Regions from separate parts of the Mus musculus genome. Here region 2 is linked to region 1. Evidence: chromatin contacts called from public HiChIP or PLAC-seq data. All regions are on one chromosome and are shown on one strand. Each heading gives the region's core, a stretch centred on a gene start, on an enhancer-like site or on the middle of the called end of the contact. The rest is flanking DNA. Distances are from core to core; before and after follow the strand shown. Region 1 holds the start of Rhoh (ras homolog family member H). Region 2 overlaps Gm32474 (a long non-coding RNA gene).

The links. HiChIP or PLAC-seq counts read pairs in DNA pulled down with a chosen protein or histone mark.
Region 2: an H3K27ac HiChIP or PLAC-seq map of CD8 T cells shows a contact between it and region 1, with 8 times the contacts expected there. The contact joins the enhancer-like site here to the promoter of Rhoh in region 1. A contact is called at or near these places in 13 of 39 promoter capture datasets (the 3T3-L1 cell line, the C10 cell line, the HPC-7 cell line and 7 more), 20 of 484 Hi-C or Micro-C datasets (the AML12 cell line, B cells, CD4 T cells and 13 more), 13 of 115 datasets of contacts at active chromatin or transcription factors (the 230-238 cell line, CD8 T cells, the HPC-7 cell line and 7 more) and 4 of 9 other capture datasets (adipose tissue, embryonic stem cells, liver and 1 more).

The regions. Positions count from the first base shown.
Region 1 is chr5:65,859,569-65,865,875 of GRCm38.p6, reverse strand. Rhoh (ras homolog family member H) reads right to left here and starts at 2,292. Exons shown (of 3, transcript NM_001081105.2): 1 at 1,995-2,292.
Region 2 is chr5:65,905,938-65,912,244 of GRCm38.p6, reverse strand. It overlaps Gm32474 (a long non-coding RNA gene), which reads left to right. Exons shown (of 2, transcript XR_376984.4): 2 at 1-1,118. Among named protein-coding and RNA genes, the nearest start is that of Gm32474, 3.7 kb to the left of the region's middle. Within about 2 kb of position 3,209, at least 13 of the 459 cell types and tissues checked have an H3K27ac peak or open chromatin away from gene starts, as enhancers often do. A contact at or near this core is called in the AML12 cell line and CD8 T cells, where this site is marked.

The DNA of each region.
Region 1 (6,307 bases), core at 1,043-3,542:
TGTGAACACTATAAAATATCTAAACTCTGTGTTTGGTCTATAGTTCATTCCCAGCCCTTTACCTGTCACCCCCAATTTCCCTTAAAAGGAACAATGTATTTAAAAAGGTAAGTTTGTAGAAAGCTTGCCCCTGGGCCAGCTCAGCGCCCTTTTTTTTTCCCCCATTGTCCATAGCCAAATCCTTACAAGTCCTAAGGGCTGACCTTTGAGAGTTTATTGTAAGCTAGACACTACATTAAGCACTTTGTATATTTTATCTCAACTGCAGCCTTTGGGGGGAGTAATTTTCAGTTATTGCTACTGTTATTTAAAGGTCTCTTATAATAACAACACAAAAAGGAACATTGAAGAATTTCAGTGACTTGTCTGACGTTCCCATGGCCCAGAAATAACAGAGCCAAGCTTCAACATGGGCCCCTGGACTCCAGGTTCTTGCTCATTTGCCATGGTTTTAGATTCCAGTTTTCATGGTCCAGGAATCACTATAACATGCTATCTCTCTAAGGGAATGTCCGTGGAAACAACTGTTATATGGCCCAAAGGGCTCACTCTCTTTGAAAGAGAAGCTCTTCAAGGTCAGAGACTTGCTTATCCACCTAGTCAACCTCCCCAGAAGAAAGACAGATGATTGAAAGTCTTTAAATAGGAAAACAGACACAGAGGTTCCCCCCGACCCCCACCCCAGGCCTTTCTCTGCATCCACAATGGACTAAGGAACACTGCTAGAGGCCCAAGGGGTATCACAAAACAGTCCTAAGCACTCAGAAGGTGGCCCAAGGATGCAAAACTGGCCGAGTCCCTCTACAAATGGCTAAAAGAAGGTTTAAAACTACAGAATGTAGTCTCTTCTCATTCATCTCTCCAGCTGGCCCACACCCTGTCTTTCTAACCCTGATCCGGCAGAGGGTAAACCACTGGGCCAGTCTCTAGGCCAGTCAGTCTCCTCTTTATGGAAAGTCCACATGGCCCTCCAAGTCTACAACAACCTTCCCCTTCTCCATCTGCTAAGCCCCCATCCTTCCTAAGGCTTCCTGCTAAGCCCCCATCCTTTATAAGCATCCTTCCTTCTGAGCACTCCAGCTCACTCCCAGAACCCTTCTCGAAACCCTACAGCTGTTAAAGCTTCTGTGACCCAGCTTCTTCTTCAACTGTTTCCTAACCTGTATCTTTCGCTGTAACTACTAGACTTGAAGGTCCACCGAAGGACGGGTTTCCTTATATTTCTCTTCTCTCATGCACAGCACCATCTTAGATCCGGTCGCTTGAACCCATCTGTCACAACTTTAATTTAGTGAAGCACCTAAAACCGGTGATTTTCCCCCAAGCTTTTGTTGCTGTGGATGTTACAGCCCAGCCAATCTATTGGCAGTGCACAGCATGAAACCTGCTGAGAAACTAAATTTAATCTAGAAATGTACAGAAAGGGGCCATTGGGATTGAGAATAGCTAGATAGGAATTCTGGGATATGGTTTTTATTTCGATTTTTTTTTTCTACATAGCTAGATAACTTTAAAGCTGCTCTCTGTGGATGCTGGAGGGCCCTTAGATTTCCTTCATCAAACACTGCTGCATGAAGTCTAAAGTCCCCACACAAGCAAGCTCTGACACAGCCCCAAGAACATATGGGAATACCTTAGAAACTAAGACTCAGTGGCACATGCCTGTAACTCCTGCACCTGGGAGGTGGAAGCAGAAGGGTCAGGAATTCAAGGCCATCTTTGACTTCACATCAGCCAGCCCAGGCTATCCAAGACCTCATCTCAAAACAAAAACAAAGCAAAATAGAAAGAAAACCAAAGTGTGTCTTGTTAAGACTCTAGAGTTGGGGTAGACGGCCGAACACACCCCCATCTCTGAGTTTAGTCTACACTTTGCAACAAATTAAAAAAGGTCATTACAATGTTCAGCCTAAAGAAGAAGAAAAAAATCTTAACAAAATCACAGAGATTCCTGAGACACCGAAAAAACATTTTTAAAGAGGCAAAAGTCTTACCTGGGGTAGAATGCCAAGTCTCATCACCAAAATGACTGACTCCGGAAGTCTAAGTAGCTCTCCACGCCATGTAAAAGCTAACGTAGCTCAAATCTATTACTGCTGAGAGTCCCTCCTGAGGTCTACCTCTCTCTCTCTCTCTCTTCCCCAAGGCTCCCAATGAGTCACTGTTGGAAAAGCTGCAACACCGGACTGGCAGAGTCCAGCCCAAGGTGGTGGGCCTCAGTGTCGGAGGTGACCGAGGCAGAGGAACACTCCGAAAGTGACAAAAGCGATTAGCAAGTTCCTGTGCCGAAGTGAGTTTCCTGTGGCTGGCTTCTCCACAAAGGGGTTTCGCCTGTGTGGGTTTAGGGGCCTGTGCGCATGTGCGTTTGTTTCCCTCCATGAGCCTGTGAAACCTACCCAAGCAAGAGGCCAAATAGGGCTTTTGCTGCACGGCTGGATTTCTGTTTGATTACCGTTTTATCCTTTCTGGATCGTTTCTCTCTCTCCATTCCCTCCTGTTGAGGGAAGGAAAGGGGGTGAAACTGGGATGATTCTTTCAGGAAATGAAACAAGAGAGGAAAATCGGTTTCACTGTCCTGGCTGGTCTCGGTTAACTTAAGCTTAAGTAAAAGCACTTAACTAAGAACTTAACTTCCGGGCTGAGAATGGAGCCTATGGGTAGCGTACTTGCCTGGCCCTGTGTTTGTGCCCCGTACTGAATAAAAGCCATAGTTCCTGGCACACACCTGTTATCCCAATGTTCAGAAGGATCAGAAGTTCCAGGTTTCCCAGGTATGATGGCACCTGCCTTTAATTCCAGCGCTCAAGAGGCAAAAAGCAGGTGGAGTTCTTTGAGTTCAAGGCCAGCCTGGTCTACATAGAGAATTCTAGAACATCCAGAGCTTCACAGAGAGTCTCTGTAAAAAAAAAAAAAAAAACTCAGCTGTACACGGAGTTCACCACCAGCCCAGCAGGAGACAGTCGGTGGGTTCTCTGGATCACTCTGCCTTATTAATAATGAGTTGTGCTGCCAGTATTAGTAACAATTTAAAAATGAAGGGCATAGCAAAAGTCAAGTAACCGCCACAGAGCAGCACCTGGGCCGGGAGGTACTAGACCCTGTGCTGTTTTCTGACCCCTCTGAGTTTCATTATTTGACTAAAAACACAACTGTACTTGTCCCTCCTCGCTGTGCCAGCCAGGTGTAGAGACCATCTGCCACAATGTAACCCCATGGTCAAACTGCCTAAACCAGCCATTTGACTCTCCTGAAGTATTAACACCCTCCCCCCTCCCCTCCCCCTCCCCTTCCCATGCCCCGCCACCCTAAGTCTTGAATCACTATAAATGCTACTGACCAGGATGGTAACTTGCTCAAAATATCGGAGTGCCAAGTAGGCAAACAGCAGAAAGACCTTAAGGCAGACATGAGATTGGATTAGCCAGGCCTTAGGTACTTTAAATGGGATTAAATGGCACGTCTCTAATCCCAGCACTCTGGAGGCAGAGGCAGGCAAATCTCTGAGTTCTGGTCTACAGAGTGAGTTCCAGGACAGTCAGGGCTACACAGAGAAACCCTGTCAGAGAGAGGGAGAGGGAGAGGGAGAGGGGGAGAGGGGGAGGGGGAGAGAGGGGAGGGGGAGAGGGGGAGAGGGGAGGGGAGAGGGGGAGAGGGGAGGGGAGAGGGGGAGGGAGAGGGAGAAAGAAAGGGGAGGGTGATAGGTCAATGTACTTGAAGCGTGGTATGGACAGAAGAAAGGAGACAACATCAGGCTTACAAATAGACACATAGAAGCCTCTATGAGCCCCCCCCCCCCCCGTAGCAATTTACTAGTAAAGTAGGAACTTAGTCTCTCTCCAGAAAATTCCTTGTGGGAAGCTTGATTACCACTGGAATATTATTAGGTAGGCAAAGCACAAATAATTTCTTTGCCTCTGAGTTTGTGTTTCTAAGGGTGAGGGCAACTGCTACAAACACCAACACCTCTGCCAGATGAAATGAGTTTAAAAAAAAAAAAACAAGAAATCTCTCAGGAGGGTGAAGTCAAAGGACTAGGAACTTGAGGCCATCTTGGGGATACACAGAGCATTTCCAGGCCAGTCTGGTTTATGAGACTTGTGTTTTAAGTTTAAATAGAGAAATATATGTGTGTTGAGATGAGGTCAAGAAAAAGTGAAAAAAAAAAATCAAACAAGGGTTGGGTTCAAAAGGAAAGCTTGTGCCCTTGTGGCTCTAAGTGTTCTGGCAGGCAATACGAAGCAGAAAAAAAGACATAGAAAACAAAGCACTACTGGGTAAACATGTGCTCAATACTGTAATCCCAGCGTTCACCAAGAATTCAAGGCCAGCCTGGGCTACAGAGGGAGGCTGTTCCCCAAACACAGGAACAAATAAGCGACACTAGTTACCGAGCTGGGGATGGTGGTCCTCTGGCTCCTGGGTGCTAAGCCCACATAGACACTTTGCCTTTGGATTTCCACAGGGAGGAAGGAAACCAAACCGCCACCCTTAAGCAGCCTGTAGCAAGGTCTGTGCAGTGAATCCTCCGCAGTCTCTCCTTGGCCAGGCTGATTTCATCTCGACACCCTAGGGACAGGTGTGACAGGGCAATGATGTACCCTCTGGGTTTCACCAGGCCGTTCCAGTTCAATCCAGATGAAGACTGACGTCAACTGTGCTTTGAGAAAGGCATTACCAACGGTTTTTCTCACCCAGTTTCTGAAAGCTCTGGTACTCCAAAGCCGAAGAGTTCAAAATGATCTACCTGTGGGGGGTGGGAGAATGCAGGCTGCGGGGGGGGGGGGGGGGGGGGTTCCTCAGGGTACCAGTGAGCTGGGCCTACTCTTGGGAGGAAAGAGAAGGGCAAAGTCAGCTGCCCTCGTGGACCAAACCTCCTCCTCCAGATGCTTCTGCCTCTGCCGCTCTGAATCTGAAGCAAGACATCCACAGCAGGATCTAGCTACTCCAGGCTTCGTCCTTTGCATATGGTCTGCACGCGTGTGGCCACACACACTCCCGGGTTAGGCTGGGTTGAGTGTTTCCCAAGCCCCAGCACTCCCACTCAGCCTGGAAGGAACCGAGAAGGTAGCACCCACATCGGGCTGCAAAGTTCCTCTTTCCCTTCCTGACCATGCTTCCTATCTGAGAAGCCTGCTCTCGCCAGGAGGAATCTCTCTCTCTCTCTCTCTCTCTCTCTCTCTCTCTCTCTCTCTCTCTCTCTCAACAGAGATAAATGGGGCTGGTAAGAAAAGAAGGGGCCCAATACCTTACATTTAAAGCAGGACAGACAAGCGCACACACATAGCCATCCTCTCTGGATATAACTTCTCATACTTTAGTCTAGCCTGGGGACAGATGGGGGGTGGGGAACACTGGTGGCTCAAAATGGCAAGCAAGAAGGAAACCTTTCACTCTAGACAGAGCTGGGCCGCTGTGGGGAAGGAGGGACGGTCAGTAAGACAAGGCAAGTGGTCCATTGTCTTAGTTTCAAGCACTCCTCCCCTGAGATTCCAGGGCAAATACCACCAACAGTGAAGAGGCAAAGACTTGGGCCAGTGAAATGGCTGAGTTGATAAAGACACCCATCACCAAGACGGGCAACTCCATTTGATCCCTGAAACCTACCCAGTAAAAGGAGAGAGACCCTTTCACCAACCCACCACCACAAACACACACACACACCAAACAAACGAACTGGCTGTAAAAAATGAAGCAGTTAATTAAAAAAAAACAAAAAACAAAAAACAAAAAAAAAAAAACATTGCAGAGTCATTGTACAATGAGTTCACAACCAGCCTGAGATACATGAGCCCCCCCGCCCCCCGTCTAAATAAATAAATAAAAGCCAAAGACTTTCTCAAAAACACCTTCAGTTGATTTTAAATGCTCCCTGATAGGGTCAAAGGAGCTCTTGGTGGTTTTCCATCCAGAGTGTTTTTGGGATTTTTTGGTTTTTTCTTAATAATATGGCATCTGACTCTGTATTCTGCACTTGGGCATAGTCTGGTCTTACATCAGGTCTCTGCCAGCTGTTGTCGAGAGGCCTCTAGTGTAATAACCACAGTTTGTGATGAACAGTACATTTTGGAAACCTTCAGACAGGTGATGTTTACTGAGCTGTTTCTACTCTGAGTTTGTATAATACCTCTTTTCTTTTCTTCTCTTCTCTTTTCTCTTCTCTTCTTTTCTTCTTCTTTTTTTTTTTTTTCATTGCTGCATTACCCAACATTGTTTTGGTTCAATGAGGAGTATTTGTTGGCACAGACTCGTGTTTGTGAAGTGCTGCCTGAGAAAACAGATCTCTGAAGGTGGGGGCTGTGTGCAGAAT
Region 2 (6,307 bases), core at 1,960-4,459, 45 kb before region 1:
TCAGGTGGCTTCTCTCCTTTGGCTGCTGCAGAAACCTTTTCTGTTTTCTTGTCATATTGCAGCTACCAGGACTGGACTACTCTTTCTCCTTGCTCTCTCCTTCCCTTTGTCTTGGGGACAGCACCAGCATCAGAGGCTGCAGGCTTCACGCTACTCCCTGCTCTGAGGAATCCACCATTCTTCCACTTTGGACGGAGGTGCTGAACCCTCTTCATCCTGTGTTAGAGTGCTTCAAAGAGCAATACAAGACACTGGCCAGAGTCCTGTGACACTACGTGACACAAGCTGCCCGTGCAGGCTGTCCACATGGAAGGAAGTGGGCAGGAGCCAGCCCTGAGGACCACCCTGCAGCTTCTGAGTGAGCTGAGCATCTGTTCCCCGGATGCCAGTGCACAAGTGCAGGACGCCAGGGCACAGCTGAACCGTTTGCTGCAGGAACTGAAGGGCTTGGTCCCTGAGAAAGACCTGGAGTTCTGCAGGCTTGTCAGCCAGGCGGTGGAACTTTCCTCCCAGGCCAGTAAAGCTGCAGCTCTGACAAACCAGGAAGTCTGGGAAAAGGCACAGGGCACCCTCACCTGTAGCCAGTGGTACTTCAACCCAAGATGCCCACCGAGGACCATAGACCCCTCCCAGGACAGGATGAATTACAGCAGGCCTGACCCTTGATTGCCTCAGGCAGACTGCCCATCCGGCCACTTGGTGAGCATTTTCTAGCTGCCTTTTCTGCTCATTTCCATTTCCTCAGGCCTCCTCTTTGTGGACTGAAGGAAGTTTGGTGGTCCAGTATTCTGAAACACTTGCACACTTTGGTTTTGGTTTGCTTTGGGTTTGGTTTTTTTTTTTTTTTTTTTTTAATTTTGCGAAACAGGGTTTCTCTGTGTAGCCCTGGCTGTCCTGGAACTCACTTTGTAGACCAGACTGGCCTCAAACTCAGAAATCTTCCTGCCTCTGCCTCCCAAGTGCTGGGATTAAAGGCATGCACCACCACCACCTGGCTTGATGATGCCCTTGAGGTGGGAAGACACACCAGCCCCTCGGGTTTGGATCCTAGAGTAAGTAGAGAAAGCAAGCTGAAAAAAAAATAATAAAATAAAATAAAAGTAGTCGTCTAACAGCAACACTTTCTAGAGTTCTCTTTACCTTTATCCATCGGGCACTGCAGCCATAACCAAGAGGAGACACCCCCTCGACTTAGTTCTTCACTTATGCCTTTTTTCTTCCTTAGTGTTTGAGATCAGTCATCAGGACTGCCAGTCACCACTGTGTGGGCTGCTCACTGAATAAGACAAGAGGCAGAAAAGACAGTGCAGACTGAAGCCATGCTTGTACTGAGCCTGCCAAGCTCTGGGCACCTTCACTGGCCAAGCAAGGTACCCAGAGTAGGTACCTTGACATTTTCTAATTCTCATGAAGGTGCCCCATAAGCCAGCGAAGCTTGCTATGGGCCTGATGTTTTTGGTTGTTGTTGTTTTCTTATTCCGTTCACCACAGTAGGGACAGAGCTGAGGAACAGCCACCTGCTGCATCTCCTCCCCTCATAGCCTCTCACACACTCACTCTGCTCTGCAAGTGTGAGTGTCTCACACACTCCTCACTCAAGGCAAAGAGAAGAGACGGGCTCAAGTGGAGTGTAGCAGCCCCCCTCCCCCCTTCAGCCCCAACCACGAGCTCAAAGGACAGCCCAGAACTATACCTGAGCCACAGCTGCACAGTCAAAGCCACAAGTGGGTTCTGCCTTCTCCACTGCAGCAGGTGGCGGGCAGACTTGGTAGGCCTCTAAGAACATATCCCTGCTGGGGCCTGCTCTATGACTTAGCTATCCCTCCATAGTCCACAGGAAGGACTTTGAAAGCAAAAAAAATGTGGATGCCATCTCCACATCAAGCCTGGAGCTGGGGGAGGGAACCCCATCCTTATCCCTAAGAGTGAGCACCTGAAGCTACAGATGCCCTTCCCTGGATCCTGCCACAGGGTGCTCCTTTCCCCCTCCCCCACTTCGGTTTCTCTGTCTAGCCATGGCTGTCCTGGAACTCACTCTGTAGACCAGACTGGCCTTGAACTCAGAAATCCACCTGCCTCTGCCCCCCATGTGCTGGGATTAAAGGCATGCGTCACCACTACCTGGCCAGGGTGCTTCTATCGGCTGGTCAGAAGGTAAACTGGGGCCAAGAACTTGATGGAAATCAACTGCCAACCTAGGACTTTCAGACTCTTCTGGGCAAGGAAACGCAGGTTGGCATGCCTCCTATTCTATCCCCTTAGGGTCTCAGCTGAGCCCTGGAGCTAAGCTAGCCTAGGAGAGGTTTACAAGAGCAAAGCATACAAATGCGTTTATTGTGAGTTATGTGGTCCTAGAGTCCCCATCAGCACATGACGTTGGCGTTAGCAGTTGGGGTTAGTCATGTATCCACTGAGCTGGGTTAAGAAACAACAGAAGTAGTGAGCTGTAAAGAAACGGCTAGCTTCTGTGGGAAGAAAAATAACAGCGACAAAACAAAGCCCACTTAAAGTCTGTCAGCGCTCCCCAGACCTAACTTCTCACGGCTAGACTGGGTCTTTGCATTTTCCATGTGGGAACTTTACCTCTTGCTTTTAGAAAAGGTATCTGGGGACAAGCTGTCCTCATGCCTCGGCTGTTTTCCAAGAAACCTTTTGCTTAAGCAGTCAACCTACCGAGAGTAGCAGATCTTGGGAGGCATGCATTTGACTCCAGAGTCCAGGTTGTCATAGTGACCATCGATGGTACACTGATGGGAACTGGGCACAGCACCAAGCTGTTCTCACCCAACATTTAATTCATACTGCCTCTTCCTGAGGTTTTGGGGTTTGGGTTCCTGTTATTGGTCTGTTTTTCCTCCTCCTCCTCCTCCTCCTCCTCCTCTTCTTCTTCTTCCTCTTCCTCTCTCTCTCTCTCTCTCTCTCTCTCTCCCTCTCTCTCCCTCAAAACAGTCTCACTATGTAGTCATGGCTGGCCTGGAACTTACAACATAGACCAAGCTGGTCTTGAACTCACAGAGCTCCACCTGCCTTTGACTCCCAAGTAGTTGGATTAAAGACATGTGCCAGCATGCCTGATGTTTCTCAAGGTCTTATGATGGAGACTCTGAGTTATGAATATCACACAACACTTTCTCAGGGTCCCTGACTCACTCACTCCACCAACCCATCAGAACGAGCTCTCCCTCCTTTCTGGTGACCATCACTGTGTTGCAGTCATTCTGCAGGGAGGGGAGCCTCTGGGAATCCAGTTCAAAGATTTACACTTTGCAAGAGCATATTGTAGGAGAAGGGAAGGCCAGGCAGCGTGGACTATGGTCTGGCAATCTGCCTGGTACAATGGGCTTCCCAGAACAAGGCTTCATGCCATTGCTCTCTGTCAGAAAATAGTCAGGCATTTCATTGGGAGCAAGGGTTTCCTTCCCAGAAGAAAGTCATCAATTACATTCCTCACAAAACAGGGGATCTCCTAGTCTCATACTGGGACAATTTTTCTTTTCAATGCTATTGCAGTAACTATCACACTTGATTAATGAGTTATTCAGCTATTGGTATTTCATTATGTAATCATAACATGATGTCATAATCACTCAAGACAAAGAAAGTAGGGATTGTAACCTGCCTGTGGCCGGAACAACAATCTTCTAAAAAGATATGTGTGTCCCCCATCCTAACCCCTTTGGCTCTCAGACTATGGTAGCAATGGACCACCGAGGAATTGGAATTCACCACGCACTGAGTCCTGTGTTGGGGATGGAAAAGACTGGGACTCTGGTGCTAGTCAGAAGGAGACCTTGTCTGTTGGAAAGGGAGTTTACACAGAGGCAATGATGGATCAACTATAGGCAACATGGCACCTTGGTCATTCAAGGCTTCAGCATTCATTCTGTCCCTGATGGTCTGGACCAGTGTTTCCAGGTTCTTAGCCTCTTATTCAAGTATGAACTAAAGGCACAGAGGCCAGACAGTGATGATGCATGCCTTTAATCCCAGCACTTGGGAGTCAGAGGAAGGCAGATCTCTGTGAGTCCAAGGCCTGTTTGGTCTATAGATGGAATTCTAAGACGACTAGTCAAGGCTACACAGACAAACCTTGCCTCAGAAAACAAACAAAGCAAACAAAAACCCAACAAAACAAAAACCCGAAACGTGCAAAGGCACCCAAAGATTGCAAAGCAACAGAGAAAGCTTATTCAAATCAAAGTTATAGTAGGGATTAGAAAAAAAGAATACACTATCAAGATTGACAGTAAGTGGGAATACTTAAGGGCTCCAGGTTATTGCCTTTTTAGGGGTTGGGGAAGAAGGAGGAGTTTGGTTACTGGAAGTTTAGGTGGTTCTCTGCGCTGATTGACGGGCTAAGTTATACAATCATTTCTCCACTGTGAATGTCCTTTCCCATACATATCCAGTTTTAATTATATGCATGCCCAGTTATTTATAGACATAAGATAGTAAATTGGGAATTCTTCTTAGAAGTCCCCTTTGAGGGACACAGTTTGTTTTATCATGCATGGACCCCAAATCAGTTCAGGGTAGATCAACCTTTCTACTTGTGTTAGTGACTTTTCTTTTCCTTTGAAGAGACACCCTGACCAAGACAACTTATGGAAGAAACCATTTAGCTAGGGCTCACTTCCAGAGGGGAGTAAAGTTCATGATCATCATGGTGCAGAATATAGCAGTGGGCAGGTAGGCATGGTTCTGGAACAGTAGTCGAGAGTGTACATGTTGAGACATTGCCAGCAATGAGGCAGAGAGAGGCAGAGAGAGAGGCAGAGGCGGAGAGGCAGAGACGGAGAGGCAGAGACGGAGAGGCAGAGACGGAGAGGCAGAGACGGAGAGGCAGAGACGGAGAGGCAGAGACGGAGAGGCAGAGACGGAGAGGCAGAGACGGAGACGGAGAGGGAGACCCTTAGAGGGTCATGGGGCATAGCTATTTCTTTCTCTTACCAATGTGGCCACATTGAAGTCTACTTTCTCTACTTTTCACTATTACTTGTCTTTTTAGTTGGCCAACAAAGGATGGTGGCTGAGCCTAGCTTGTTAGAGGCTCTAACCTTAACTCTAGCAAGAGGATCACCTGAATGCTTGGCTTATAACAGACAATCAATGAATGTTTATCTAGTGAATGAACAAACTTTACTATTAGAGAAGTGAATAAGCTTGTTCAGTGCTGCTCAAATAGTCTGTATTCCAGTGCAAGTCTGTTTTGCTAAAAATCCCTTCCCTTGAACAGATATAAACAATATCTACTGTCCCATCAACAAACCAAGACATAGTTACACCAAAGTTCTCTCCTCCCCTCCCCCAACCAGGAGATAAATAGGTTTATTGGGCATTCTTAGGAAGCAATTGATGAGGGATATGGGTGACCCTAAAGTAGCCACACTGGCAGCTCCATACCACCAGGGATGATGGCTGAATGGAGCCCTCCATTCTTCCCCACAGAAGACCAACTGCAGTTAGGGCAGAACTACTTATAAGTGGTTGGTAGGGAGGGATGGCTGGATACTCATATGAGGGTCCCAGGACAGACAGCGACACACACACACTCCATGCTTCTGTCCAAGAGGAAACTCAACAGTCAATAAGCCCAGCTGTGACAATTTGGTGAGCAGATCTAGCTAGACTCCAGAGGATGGTCCTATACAACAGTCTGCAAATGAGGAATATGGTAGAGTGTGCATGGAGCTCAAGACAGGGAGAACCCAGTGCATTTCAAATGATTAGTAGCAACAATATGGCGTCTATTGAATCTATTTTTCCCATCCTTTTTTTTTCAATTTTGAATTTTCCTACTAATTCTTTGTTTTCTTTTCCTTTTGCATGTCAGTTGTCAGGAGCCATAAAAGGACAAGCTAATAACTAGTAGGTGATCTTCCTGAGATGGCTCGCTTGGGATTAAAATAAATCCATGATTTGTTCTTATGGCCAAGGCCCGAGAGAACTCAATTTTAGGGAAGATTCCTGCTATTAATATGCTTGTCCTTTTATTATTAAACATATATAACAATCACTAGGTATTAGCCCATCCCCTTTGAGCAGATCTATGAAGATATACTGTCTCATAGTGATTCTATATAGACAAATAGATGACTTAAGTCTTAATGGTGATCCTATAAGAATTCCTAAAGTTATATCAGTGATTATTAAGCTCTTTTATGGTGAGACTGCTATTAGGTTCTGATAGTCAAAACTGCAATGAGAACTCTGTCAGCCTCTCGTGTGTCACCAGTTAATTGCTCTTAGATAGTAACCAGACTTTCTCCTACTCAGCACATTCTAAGAGGTTGTAAAACAATTAAAA